Linked DNA regions of Sus scrofa: region 2 is linked to region 1. A link is a contact called in public Hi-C data. All regions are on one chromosome and are shown on one strand. Each heading gives the region's core, a stretch centred on a gene start, on an enhancer-like site or on the middle of the called end of the contact. The rest is flanking DNA. Distances are from core to core; before and after follow the strand shown.

Region 1 (5,817 bases), core at 1,367-3,866:
CAAATTCAGTCCCTAGCCTGGGAACCTCTACATGCCATGGGTGCAGCCCTAAAAAGACAAAAAAGGAAAGAAACTATTTTCTAGCTTAATCCAAATAATAATAATAATTATTATTATAATTTGTCTTTTTAGGGCTGCACCTGTGGCACATGAAGTTCCCAGGCTAGGAGTTGAATGGGAGCTGTAGCTGCAGGCCTACGCCACAGCAACAGCAACACTGGATCTGAGTTGTGTCTGCAACCTACAACCACATCTCACAGCAACGCCTTATCCTTCACCCACTGAATGAGTCCAGGGATCAAACCCACATCCTCATGGATAGTAGTCAGGTTTATTACTGCTGAGCCACAACAGGAATCCCCCAAATTATTATTTTAAATAGACTTTACATGCTGCCCTTTAGTTTTCTGCTGTGAGATCTTCAGTTTTTTCCTAGTCATTCCTATAAAGTCTTACAAACTCATTTATTAATATATTACATATATACCTTATTAAATACAAATTGTATGTTTTGCTTTGCTAGGGGGCGCATAGTAAAAGCAATTTATTTCTCTATAATATAGTTCCAAAACATATTATTAAATATGGAAGAGTGAAGAAAAACATTTTAAATTGTATATTAATTTTATTGTAATGGACTTCTTTAGAATTTCTAAAGTGATGGTTTAGAGTACATTGAAATTTATATTAAATACAGAAAATTTTCATATTTTTATGAGTGTCACTTGGACTCGATTATTGCCAGAAATTTCTGGCATAAAATTGGTGTGCTAAAACCAATCTGAATGTAATGCTTTGGTTTAAAAAATCCTAATGATAAGCTTGTGATATAGTTTTAAACTTGAAGTGAATTGTGATTGTGATTGAATTTAACCATATCATTTCATTAATTTTTCTAGAATTTTAGATACTGTAACAGATAAGTCAACTATAGAAAGAATTCTGATACTGAATCAAAATTTTGATGACAGTTTTTCCAGGTCAAATCTCACAATTCTTAAAGCATATTCTCAGAGTAGTGGTATCTTCTTATCTGAGGTTTTAATACCTAAGACAGCATCCGAGCTCCATCAATACATGGTTAATAGCAGATATAAAGTATCTGCTGGTAGTCTATCTCTCATAAAACCGCCGTTAGCCTTAATTCAAATCCATTGATTCCTATTCCAGTTAAAACTGAAGAACTTAATATGTCTTTTAATCCTTTTATGGTAAGCTAGGATAAAATTAATTTTACCCTGGAACTGCACAAAGCCAATTAACATGATCTTTAGAGTTATTTAGTAAAGTGCTTCAAACTGTTAAATTTATCTTGACCTCTTGGTTGCACTCTCTGACTGCTTTTTAAATGAAGTAATCAATATCTCACAGCCCTTTAAATAGCTTAAACTTCTCAAATATTTTACCTGTGTCCTAGTTAAGCTGTAAGTAAAGGGTTTACTCCTGTTCCTGTAAATCTAGAGTCAATTATGCTAAATCTGAAGACAATTATGTACTTTTGAGGAACTCTGTATGAATTAAATGGTTGTTTTAATAAAATCGAAGGCTCATATTTTGTTTAAAGTAACCCAATAATGAGGAGACATTATTTTCTCGCAGAACAAGCATTCTGTTTGCAACTTCAAATGTAGACTATTTATGTCCTTTACCATTGCATGTAGCTTCTGTTTTCCACACAGGGCTTGTTGAAGGTATTAATTTTCTTACTGTGATAGGGTGATCAACCGTCCTGTCAAGAAAATGGATCTCTATGTCACCCTTTAGCATGATTAAATGGAGGCATGTTTCTGTGAAAAAACACCAGATTTTCATGAGACAAATGAAACTGTAGGAAGGTCTACTTTTACAGAATTATTTTATTTTTAGTATCTCAAAGTCTTCCATTTGGGTTTTGGTTTATTTGTAGGAAAACGTTGCAGCTAATAGTGTATGTCTTGTATTACTTAAGAGAAGACAAGGGCAAAGCCAATAATTTTAAATGTTTCCACATTTGAAAAAAATTAAAGAATCAGAAATTGCTGTGTTATCGTTAGAATACTAGTAGGGGTGAGCATCTGTCACCTTATACACTTACTAATCAGTCAGTGTCTCTTTTAGGGGACCCTCTCCTTGTTCTTACTTCTTTCCTTGTTAACAAAGAGCTATCATCTTTTCCGATCTGAGTACTTATAAAAATCACACACCATAGAATTTCAGCATCAGTAGCATTAAGCCAGTTGGATAGTGCTCTTATGAGCCTGTGCGCATGCCAAACTTTAAATTACTCCAAGTGACGTACTTGACAGCTAATGAAGATTTCATATTTTGGTCACTTAGCAGAGGGCACCTGTTATGATTCTTTCTATTCACTGAAGAATAACATTTCCAAATGGCAGTTTTAAAGAACAGTATTTAAACTTCCCTACAGTCATAATTCCTTCCCAAGGAGTGGGAGTTGGGAGGAGATTGAGGTAATTAAACAAAAGGAACAGAGAGAAGGTGGGGGACCAGGGTGGAGGTGGAACTCTCCAAAAGCCCCTGTTGTTTCATTTCCTACTGGAAGCTGCCCATATGTGTGCTTCGTGCCCCCTCCCCCTCCGAGCCGCGGCCGTCGTGCAGGCTGACCGGCTGGGGTCAATGCCTTGCCTATTGATCAGTATCCCTGCAGTCCCTTGCTCCAGCAGCTGCTTCATTGGCTTCTTTCAGGGCCTGCTTCAGTACATTAGAATAGAAATCCATAACCAGAGCTGTGCTCATCCAAGCAGGGGAAGAAACTAAATTAAATGGTATAAAACAATCTTGGATCAGGAGTTTGTGCCAATTCATCTTGATCTAAGATGTCACACCGGGCTCTCTGTCTGAGCACCTGGGCTAGAGGCAGCCATAGTGAAAATAGATGGAGCTGCGATCATTCATTTGTCAGCTAAGGAGCAAGGCAGCGGTTAGCAATTCCCTTCTGCAGAGGTCAGCTGACAGAACAATCAGTGCAACTGCAGAATAGAGCTTTCCTTTGAACTATTGTTATGGAGCATGCTCTTGCTGAGACATGGGGGGAGGGGAGCTTAGTTGGCTTCCTGTTTGAAGAAGACTATGTAAAGAATAAAATACATACTACATGAATCTAGATGCAGTTGTACAGAGCTTTTACTTTTAGTGTCTGTTCTTGTACATAAATAAAGTTGGTTTTAAATGCATGTACTGAGGTATAGATTATCAAACTGTTAAATATCACTTTGTCTAGAATTAGGGTCCATTTTCAGCCTTCTAAACGTAGAAGCAGTGATTACTGATTTTTTTCCTTCTTAGCATGGTTAAGCTTTTTGGAGTTTTTTCCCCCTTTGGTTACTATAAACTATCACAGATCAGTGTCATACTCTGAATCTATAATCTCATGTTCATGCTAATATTTTTACTAACATTTCCTCTCTTGTCTTTAAAAAATTAGAAAAAACATCCATGAAGAGACAGAAATGCATATTTTGGTATCAGATAAGTGGATATATCTTACGTTACTTAAATATTTTTAAACATTTTAATTACGGCTTTTTATAAGAAGTGTTAATTCATGAAATATAGTTATAAAGTAATTGTATAACATTAGAGGAACATCATTATAAAGCAGCTTGTATGTGATTTGAAATACACCAAACAAAATAAAGCAAATTAGGAAAATAAATAACTAAAATTTTATATGAAACAATTGGAATATTTTTAAAGGTATGTCTATTCTCTATTGTCCCATTTTAGATTTTGTCTTTTATTTAAAATTTTACTGGAGTACAATTGACTTACAATGTTGTATTAATTTCAGGTGTACAGCAAAGTGAATCAGTTATACATATGCATACATCCATTCCTTTTCAGATTCTTTTCCCATATAGATCATTACACAGTATTGCATAGATTTCCCCGTGCTATACCTAGATTTTTGTCTTTCTATCCATGCTTTAAAACTAATGACATAGTTCCTGAACTTTTTTTTAAACAATAAAATATGACATGCAGAAGAAACTATAGCTGCAACAAGAACAAATCTTTTTTGTTCTCAATTGCACCAGACTTTTCTTGGAATCCAAATAAACAGTAATTACTCTTTGATGTTACCACCTTAGTTTTCTAGTTAAATAATCCCCCATTTTTTTTCCTTAAGTACTTTAATGCCACTTTCTTACTCAATGATTCCTTTTCAGCTCTTAAATTCTTTATGATATCTTAACAGTTTCCATTTCTTAGATTCAGCTGAGTCCTCTTGCCCACATCCTACTCCACCTTTCAACAACAGCTAAATGAATAGAATTTAAGGAGTTCCCATTGTGGCACAGTGGGTTGAAGATCTACCATTTCCACAGCTGTGGCATATGTTACAGCTATGCCTTGGATGTGATCCCTGGCGTAGGAATTTCCGTATGTGTGGGTGCGGCCCCAAAATAGTAATAATAAATTTTTTTAAATGGAATATAAGTATACCAAGAAATTTTGTCCTCTAAGGTTTTGTGGGTTGTTTTTTTTTTTGTAAGTTTTTGTTTTTTTTGCTACACCCTTGTAATGGGGAAATTCCGGAGGCCAAGAATCGAATCCATGCCCCAACAGCAGCCTGAGCCACTGCAGTGACAATGCCAGATACTTAACCCACTGCTCCCCCTTGGTGTTTTTTAATTAGCTTCTAGAAAGGCCAAACCTACCTCTCTTGCAAGAGGTTTTAAATTTTTGCTTTGTTTTAGTTAATTAGGATTTTTGAAAGAACTCAGAGCGTGACATCTAATATCTTTCTGCAATATTTCCATCAACTCCTCAGACCTCACCATGTATCTTGAAGCCATCCACTTCTCTGCATCTCCTATGTTAAATTTCAACACCTTAATCTCTCACTTTGATTTGTACAATACCCTCTTCATCAATTACTTCACTTCCAACATTATTCATATATGCTCAGTGGTTTTCTAAAACCCTAAATTCTGTTGTCGAGATGTGGATATGACCAATGGAGCCATCCATGATCTACCCCTTTCCTGATGCTCACCTCTTTTCCTCTTCTTGGCTCATAGAATTCTAGCCCAGTTACCTATCCTTGCAATAGAAATCAACAAGTTCCTCCATGCTTTAGGTTCTTACGTGTACTGTCCTCTTAGACCTTAAAGTTCTTCTTGATTTTGTAACCTTTACATATCTAACTCCTGTTTAGTCATCTTTAAGTTCAGTGAAGAAAGAAACTTTGCTGTTTTTATCCCTATTAATTCATTTTAATTCGCCCCATATCAGTTTATTAATTCATATTAGCATAATGTCATGTATACATTAGACCTTTCATTCTCATATGTTGAATGACTGAGTAGTTTATGCTGGAATAAATTGTGAAATCTACCACCACTGGCACTCACAGTTTTCCGTTTGACCACTGCATGAGTCATCCTTTGGTTCTGCTTGACACTAGTCTTGTTTACCCCACAATCCACCTTGCATACTACCACTATCATCATCTTTGTGACAGTGACTCTCATGTCACCGCCTTATACAGTATTGTACAGTGACTTTCCAAAAGTTTAGCCACAAGTTAAAAGTCTGGCTTGCAATGCAGAGGCCTCTCGTGTTTGGTACCCCTTTCATTTCCACAGTTGTTATTACCCTGCCTTACCTGCAGAAGCATAGAATGACAAAGACAAGAAAACAAAGAGACAAAATAAAACATTTAAAAGTATTCCAGAGGTTCCTGCTGCTAATTTCTTGGCTGGCATCCTGCTCTGAGGATCCTTTGTTGTAGTGATTTAATTAATAAGTAGAGCAGTGTATTAAAAGAGGCCAGAAAAGCTGGATGGATTAATATTAGAGCAGAAAGCTGAT
Region 2 (5,817 bases), core at 1,114-3,613, 160 kb after region 1:
ATCAGCAAGAGAACTTTGGTTGCTTTTCCTCCTTTTCTTACCTAAATTTTTTTTTTTTTTGTCTTTTTTGTTGTTGTTGTTGTTGCTGTTGTTGTTGCTATTTCTTGGGCCGCTCCCGCGGCATATGGAGGTTCCCAGGCTAGGGGTTGAATCGGAGCTGTAGCCACCGGCCTATGCCAGAGCCACGGGATCCGAGCCGCGTCTGCAACCTACACCACAGCTCACGGCAACGCCGGATCGTTAACCCACTGAGCAAGGGCAGGGACCGAACCTGCAACCTTATGGTTCCTAGTCGGATTCGTTAACCACTGTGCCACGACGGGAACTCCTCTTACCTAAATTTTTAAATAAAGAACATAATGTTTTCTAGTGTCCATGACATAACTTGTTCAACACTGAATGTATTTGCATGTGTGTGTAATAGTTCTGTGCAGTGCATACAATTTATGACCTTGAATTTTATTTCAGACAATCCATGGACACAAGGGACCAATCACTGCAGTGGCCTTTGCCCCTGATGGACGGTACCTTGCCACCTACTCAAACACTGACAGCCACATTTCTTTCTGGCAGGTAAGCATATATGCTGCAGAGTCTGGAAGTGTGTTGCATGATCCACTTTTGCTAGGAAAGGCTGCTACCCACCAGTCCTCCCTCGTCCCCTCCTTCCCTTTTTTCGACAAATATCCAGTATTTATCCCTGCTGATTATGGGCCAGCTGCTAGCACACAGGGTCTACCGAGAATACAGTTAGCAATCTAGAAAGAGGGGGGTCTGCTTTCACAAAGCTGTCCATCTGAGGGAGACACAAGTGAATAAGCAAGTAATTACAGTACAGAGGGGAGCCTGGGAGTGAGGGTGTGGGGACGGCTTTGCAGAGGCAGGAACACCTAAGCTGAGCCAGGTGTTACGGGTATGGAGAGGTAAGTGAGGGCCTGGCCCGAAAGAAATTGGGGAGAGGGGTAAGCACTGCTCAGGCTGTTAATTTACACAAGACATCCAGCAGCCTCATATTAACTTCATGCCTATTTGTATTATTTCATTTCTGTCTGCATTCATTCCCAAGCTTTTAAAACATTTTCAAAGATCTGAGCATCATTGACTGACAACATGCAAGAATCCCTTGTTTAATGATCATTAAAATGAATATTAATTTGAGCAACTGATTTTTAGAATAGAACTTGTTTCTCCTCAGTGATTAATCTCCATCCCATCTTCCTTTTAATTATCTTACTCTTGATAATTACAAAAAAATGAAACATTATCTCAAAATTTAATTTAAAATTTTGTTACCTATCCTAGGATGCAAGTACGTTTTATGAGATTCCGTTTATTGCTTTGAAAGCTGAAAAAAACAAAAGTTTAAAGAAGACTTCACAACTTGACAGTGTTTTTTTAAAAAAATCAATAGCTAATAAAATGTAAAACAGATAGAATAAATTGCTTAATTAACAACATGCTGTTAAAGCATGACAACCTCCAAATCTGTCCCAGGCTTTTTCTACTCTTCATCTCATTTAGTTTTTCAGTTTATTTTCTCATTATTCTTCCATAATATATCTCCAGCATCTTAATTAACTCATATTAAACTCTTTCCTTAGAGATATCACCCAGTCTTCATCTTTCCCAGTGGGTGACCCCGGGACTCATGTTTCATTCTCCTGAAATCTCACAGTACATCCATAAAGTGGACTCTCGCAACAATGGTTCTTTAGACAGTGTTCCTTTCCTGCTCTGTTCTGTGAGCACACGGTCTCCGTTATACCAACTGTACTTTGACCCATGTTTTCCCTGATTTCCTGTTCTCATGAAATCCAGAGGAGAGTCTGTGTGGCGCCACCTCCTCCACTCCGAGTGTGTCTGATGTAGAAGGGCTGGGTGCCAGCTTAGTTTAGGAACATGGAGTCATGAGGTCGCCAGTCCCTACTTTCAAGGAGCTTGTGTTTGCCTGTGCTCTCCTCTTAGGAATAAACAACAACAACAACAAAAATCATTCTTTTGTTCAATTTTTCTTCTTACTAAGAAAAAGTAATTCCTTAGATACCTCCTAAATTCTCCAGATATGAAACTTTCAGTATTTGCCTCAATTTCTAAGTTGATAAACCTTCCCCCCTCCCCTTATCTAGATCAGGGTTCTTTTGGGATATGTTCATCCCTTCCTTGAATATTGTTCTGTTTTTATCAAAGTTTCTGCCCCACTTGTTGATGGAATTATGGTTAGCATCTTCTTCACCCTGGAGATCAAGGTCGTCCCTTCGATGCTATCTCTTTGAAATAGCTCATCCCCTCCTCCAGTTCAGGCTTCTGCTGTTGCCCCTGGGCCTCAACACGTACGCCTGAGCCCATGAGTCTGTCCACGTGGCTCTGCCTGCAGGGAGCCCAGCTCCTTTCCTTCCTCTGCATGCTCTTCTCCTGGGGATGCCTTGTGTTATGTGCTGCTGTTCAGCGGACAGAGCACCCAAGCAACCCAGGCAACACCCAAGTCTTTTCCGCCTCTAAACCCAATGTCAGAATTTTAAATTCAGCCCATCTCTTCTCTGCTTAAATCATACGCACCTTGGTCTGATTAAGTGGAAAACACAGAAGCATCACAGCAGCTCTCTCAAGAGAATACAATAAAACCTCTTCCAGAAGTATAATAGGTTTGATTTGAGCTAAAGAGAGCCCCCAAAGCAGTATTGCATCTACTGCTGTTCTCCCCAAATGAGCTTTGCTGATTTATTTAGATACATATTGTTTAGGTCTAATGATGTCTGATAATACTTTCATATCATTCCAGTAAATGCACTGTAATATATTTTGAAAACTTAATGAAGCCTTATTAATACAGAGCCTTACAAAAGCTATCAGCTATTAAAATCTTTGCTGAGAAATGATGTTAATGAGAAATGCTGGTCGGATAATTACTCAAGTGAGACTTAGTAAAAGGTTTGGGTGCAGCATTACTTACACTGAGAACAGCATTGAAACACTTTCTGTTTTGATGAATTACATCTGTATGTGTGTCTATGTGTTCAGAAAATAATCTTCTCAGAACTGGTTTTGTGAAGCATTATTTTTAAAGGGAAGGGAAAAGCCATAGTTGCCTTTTAGTTAGTTTACATACTCAGCAGCTGAATGATGTCATTTGTTAATCTTTCAAGCCCTTCTCCTACAGCAGAGTCCTCTATTTGAACATTCCATTGCAGTGGATTCATTGGAATTTGAGCCAGGAGAGTTGAGCAGTGAAATACAACCATAACTCTCAACCTAAATTTTACCACCACCCTCCAACAAAATAAGTATCCTCTTTCAGAAATGCTATTAATAAATTAGGTGACTATTGGTTTCATTTATTTTTATTTATTCCATCTTACAATAGACTACTATTCAGCCATTTTAAAAGGATGAGGTAAATCTACCCTTGCTAACATAAAAAGATTCCCCTTAACATTTTGTTGAATTAAAAAAACAGATTGTGAAACTGCCTTTTCATACGAGCCTATTTATGTAAAATTCCTTATAAACCTGCTTCTCCTTATGTGTATATAGACTTGGAGATCTGGAAAGACATTTACCAAAATGTCAGTGATTGTCTCTGGGAAATGATATTTCTGGGGATTTTTTTTTTTTTTCTTTTTCTTTTCCTTTTTTTTGGCCACCCCTGTGACATGTGGAAGTTCCTGGGCCAGGTATCGAACCCGTACCCTGGCAGTGCCCAAGCTGCTGCAGTGACAATGCCAGATCCTTAACCCACTGCATCACAAGGGAACTCCTTAGCTTCCTTTTTTATATGTCTCATTATTACTTGAATTTTCCATGATGGGTATTTGTTATGTTTGTAGTGAAGAAAAAAGTTAATGTGACCAAATATTATATTTGTAGTTTTCTTTCAAGACTCCAGTTGCCCTTACTTTAGCATAATTGTGGCCAGTCTCTGGTCAAGAAAATATGCATATCGAATAACAAAATGGCTAGTTGTTTTGGTGAGAGTTCTTTGGCGGAGCTTATTGGAAAAATTAATACCCAACCTCGCTACTTCAGATTCATCTCTTACGTTAGAGAGGTGGCTCAGCTTGTAAGGAGAACTCAGATATAATAATGGGCTTTTGGGGAAGATCTTTCCATGCGTAGCCTTCCAACAAGGTATTCTGTCCCGGCCCTCTTTAGCCTTCAACCCATTTCTTGTATGTGGCCAAATCTGAAGGAAAGAATTAAATTAAAGATATGTCTGAGTATACTGGTTGCCCCTGGCATTTTGAGCCACCAGCAAAAATCAAGCTTCATACACGTTTTCATAGAAAATCCATAAAGACGGAAAAATACTTTGTAGTTATATATCAACTGAGAAATTAGATTTTTTAAAAAAGCACATTATGCGCGTGGATGCCAGTTAATTTAAACCGGCAATTTTCTGGATTGTTTGGATCTGTTCTGTAAGAGGACTAAATTATTATATACTGTTACTCTTTGTACAAGTGAGAACTAGCAAATCAAGCTCACTGTCGTTATTTATATTTAAACTGGGAACCCCCAGAAAGAAATAGGGCACTGATATCTTTCATGGAGTTTTTGGAAAGAAGAGGGAAGGACACAGGAAAAAGGCTCTTGGAGGATGACAGTAAGATTTCTCCTGGCTTCAATGTTAACCGAACTTTAACAGAAGGAGTTAATGATAATCATACATTTGGTTTTAAAATGTGACCTCGTACACTAGTGATTTTTTTTCACCTCTGTGTTGTGTTCGGCACTATTATTAATGCAGGAAAATCAGTAACATTAGTCATCTTAAAAGGGTTATTACTCAAGATGATTTAAATTGTGAAAATGTCAGTGGAGCCTGCACGCGTCCTGCCAGAGATGCCGTGATTTACACCCCCTGACACCATCCTGCTGCTGAGAAGGGCCAGGAAAAGGAATGGCTTATATTTTGCACTGATCCAAATGCAGAGCATGATATCAGCGGTAGCACACCTTAAATGTCCGAGGATTTGCCGAGGTCCCACATGTCAGCCAGCCATATACACTGGAGCATGATCTGCATGCCTCACAAAAATCACTAGAATCGTATCCATTCTGACGGAGGCGCTGCTGCAGGGAAAAATTGTACATGAAAATTAGTGCAAAGAAAGTTATTATTTCCAAGCCCTCTTTCCTAATCGTCAGTGTGTTTTCCACATGACTTGTAATAGCACCAAAGGTGTATATTAAGAAAGGTTAAGTAATATTTAAAATCTAAAGGATTCTTTGGACTCGGTTGCTCAGATGACAGTGCGCTTAAATAACCACCATTCCCCATTTAGCACTTTGACCTGGATGCATAGTTGTTCATGAAGCATAATTCCCAGGTTGTTTTCCAATTATGTAAATGGATTGAAAGAACTTAAAATTCAAGTCAATTCCAGAATGGCCACCAAAAACAGCAGAAGTCACCGACAAAAAAAAAAAAAAATGCCCTGGAGTTGCTGCTGTGGCACAGTGGGTTAAGAATCAGACTGCAGCAGCTCAGGTTGTTGCAGAGGAGCGGGTTCTATCCCTGGCCTGGTGCGTTGGGTTAAAGGATCGGGCATGGCTGCAGCTGTGGCTCAGGTTCAATCCCTGGCCCAGGAACTTCAATATGCCATCGGTGTGACCATAAAATAAAAATAAGTAAATTTTAAAAAAGTCATACCAGTGAAGCGTTAGAGTGTACTCCTTTTAGCATGGCAGCAAGACAGTGGGCCACAGAGGCAGTGCTCAGATACAATTGATTCTTGTTTTTTCCTTCAAAATAAACTAGAGTTTTCCAGGGACTGAGTATTTTAAAAAGCAAGTGAGGAGGAAAGGTGTGGTAGGTGG

What was found. Hi-C and Micro-C count contacts between places; a contact is called where the count stands out from the background.
Region 2: a contact with region 1 is called in a Hi-C map of fetal liver, with 2.1 times the contacts expected there. The contact joins two enhancer-like sites. A contact is called at or near these places in 1 of 5 promoter capture datasets (liver) and 6 of 47 Hi-C or Micro-C datasets (embryonic fibroblasts, fetal heart ventricle, fetal liver and 2 more).

Annotation. Positions count from the first base shown.
Region 1 is chr1:106,241,990-106,247,806 of Sscrofa11.1, forward strand. All of the region lies in intron 19 of WDR7 (WD repeat-containing protein 7), which reads left to right. Among named protein-coding and RNA genes, the nearest start is that of WDR7, 210 kb to the left of the region's middle. Within about 2 kb of position 2,617, at least 10 of the 83 cell types and tissues checked have an H3K27ac peak or open chromatin away from gene starts, as enhancers often do. A contact at or near this core is called in fetal liver, where this site is marked.
Region 2 is chr1:106,401,963-106,407,779 of Sscrofa11.1, forward strand. WDR7 (WD repeat-containing protein 7) reads left to right here. Exons shown (of 27, transcript XM_021093616.1): 26 at 469-573. Among named protein-coding and RNA genes, the nearest start is that of ST8SIA3, 280 kb to the right of the region's middle. Within about 2 kb of position 2,364, at least 6 of the 83 cell types and tissues checked have an H3K27ac peak or open chromatin away from gene starts, as enhancers often do. A contact at or near this core is called in fetal liver, where this site is marked.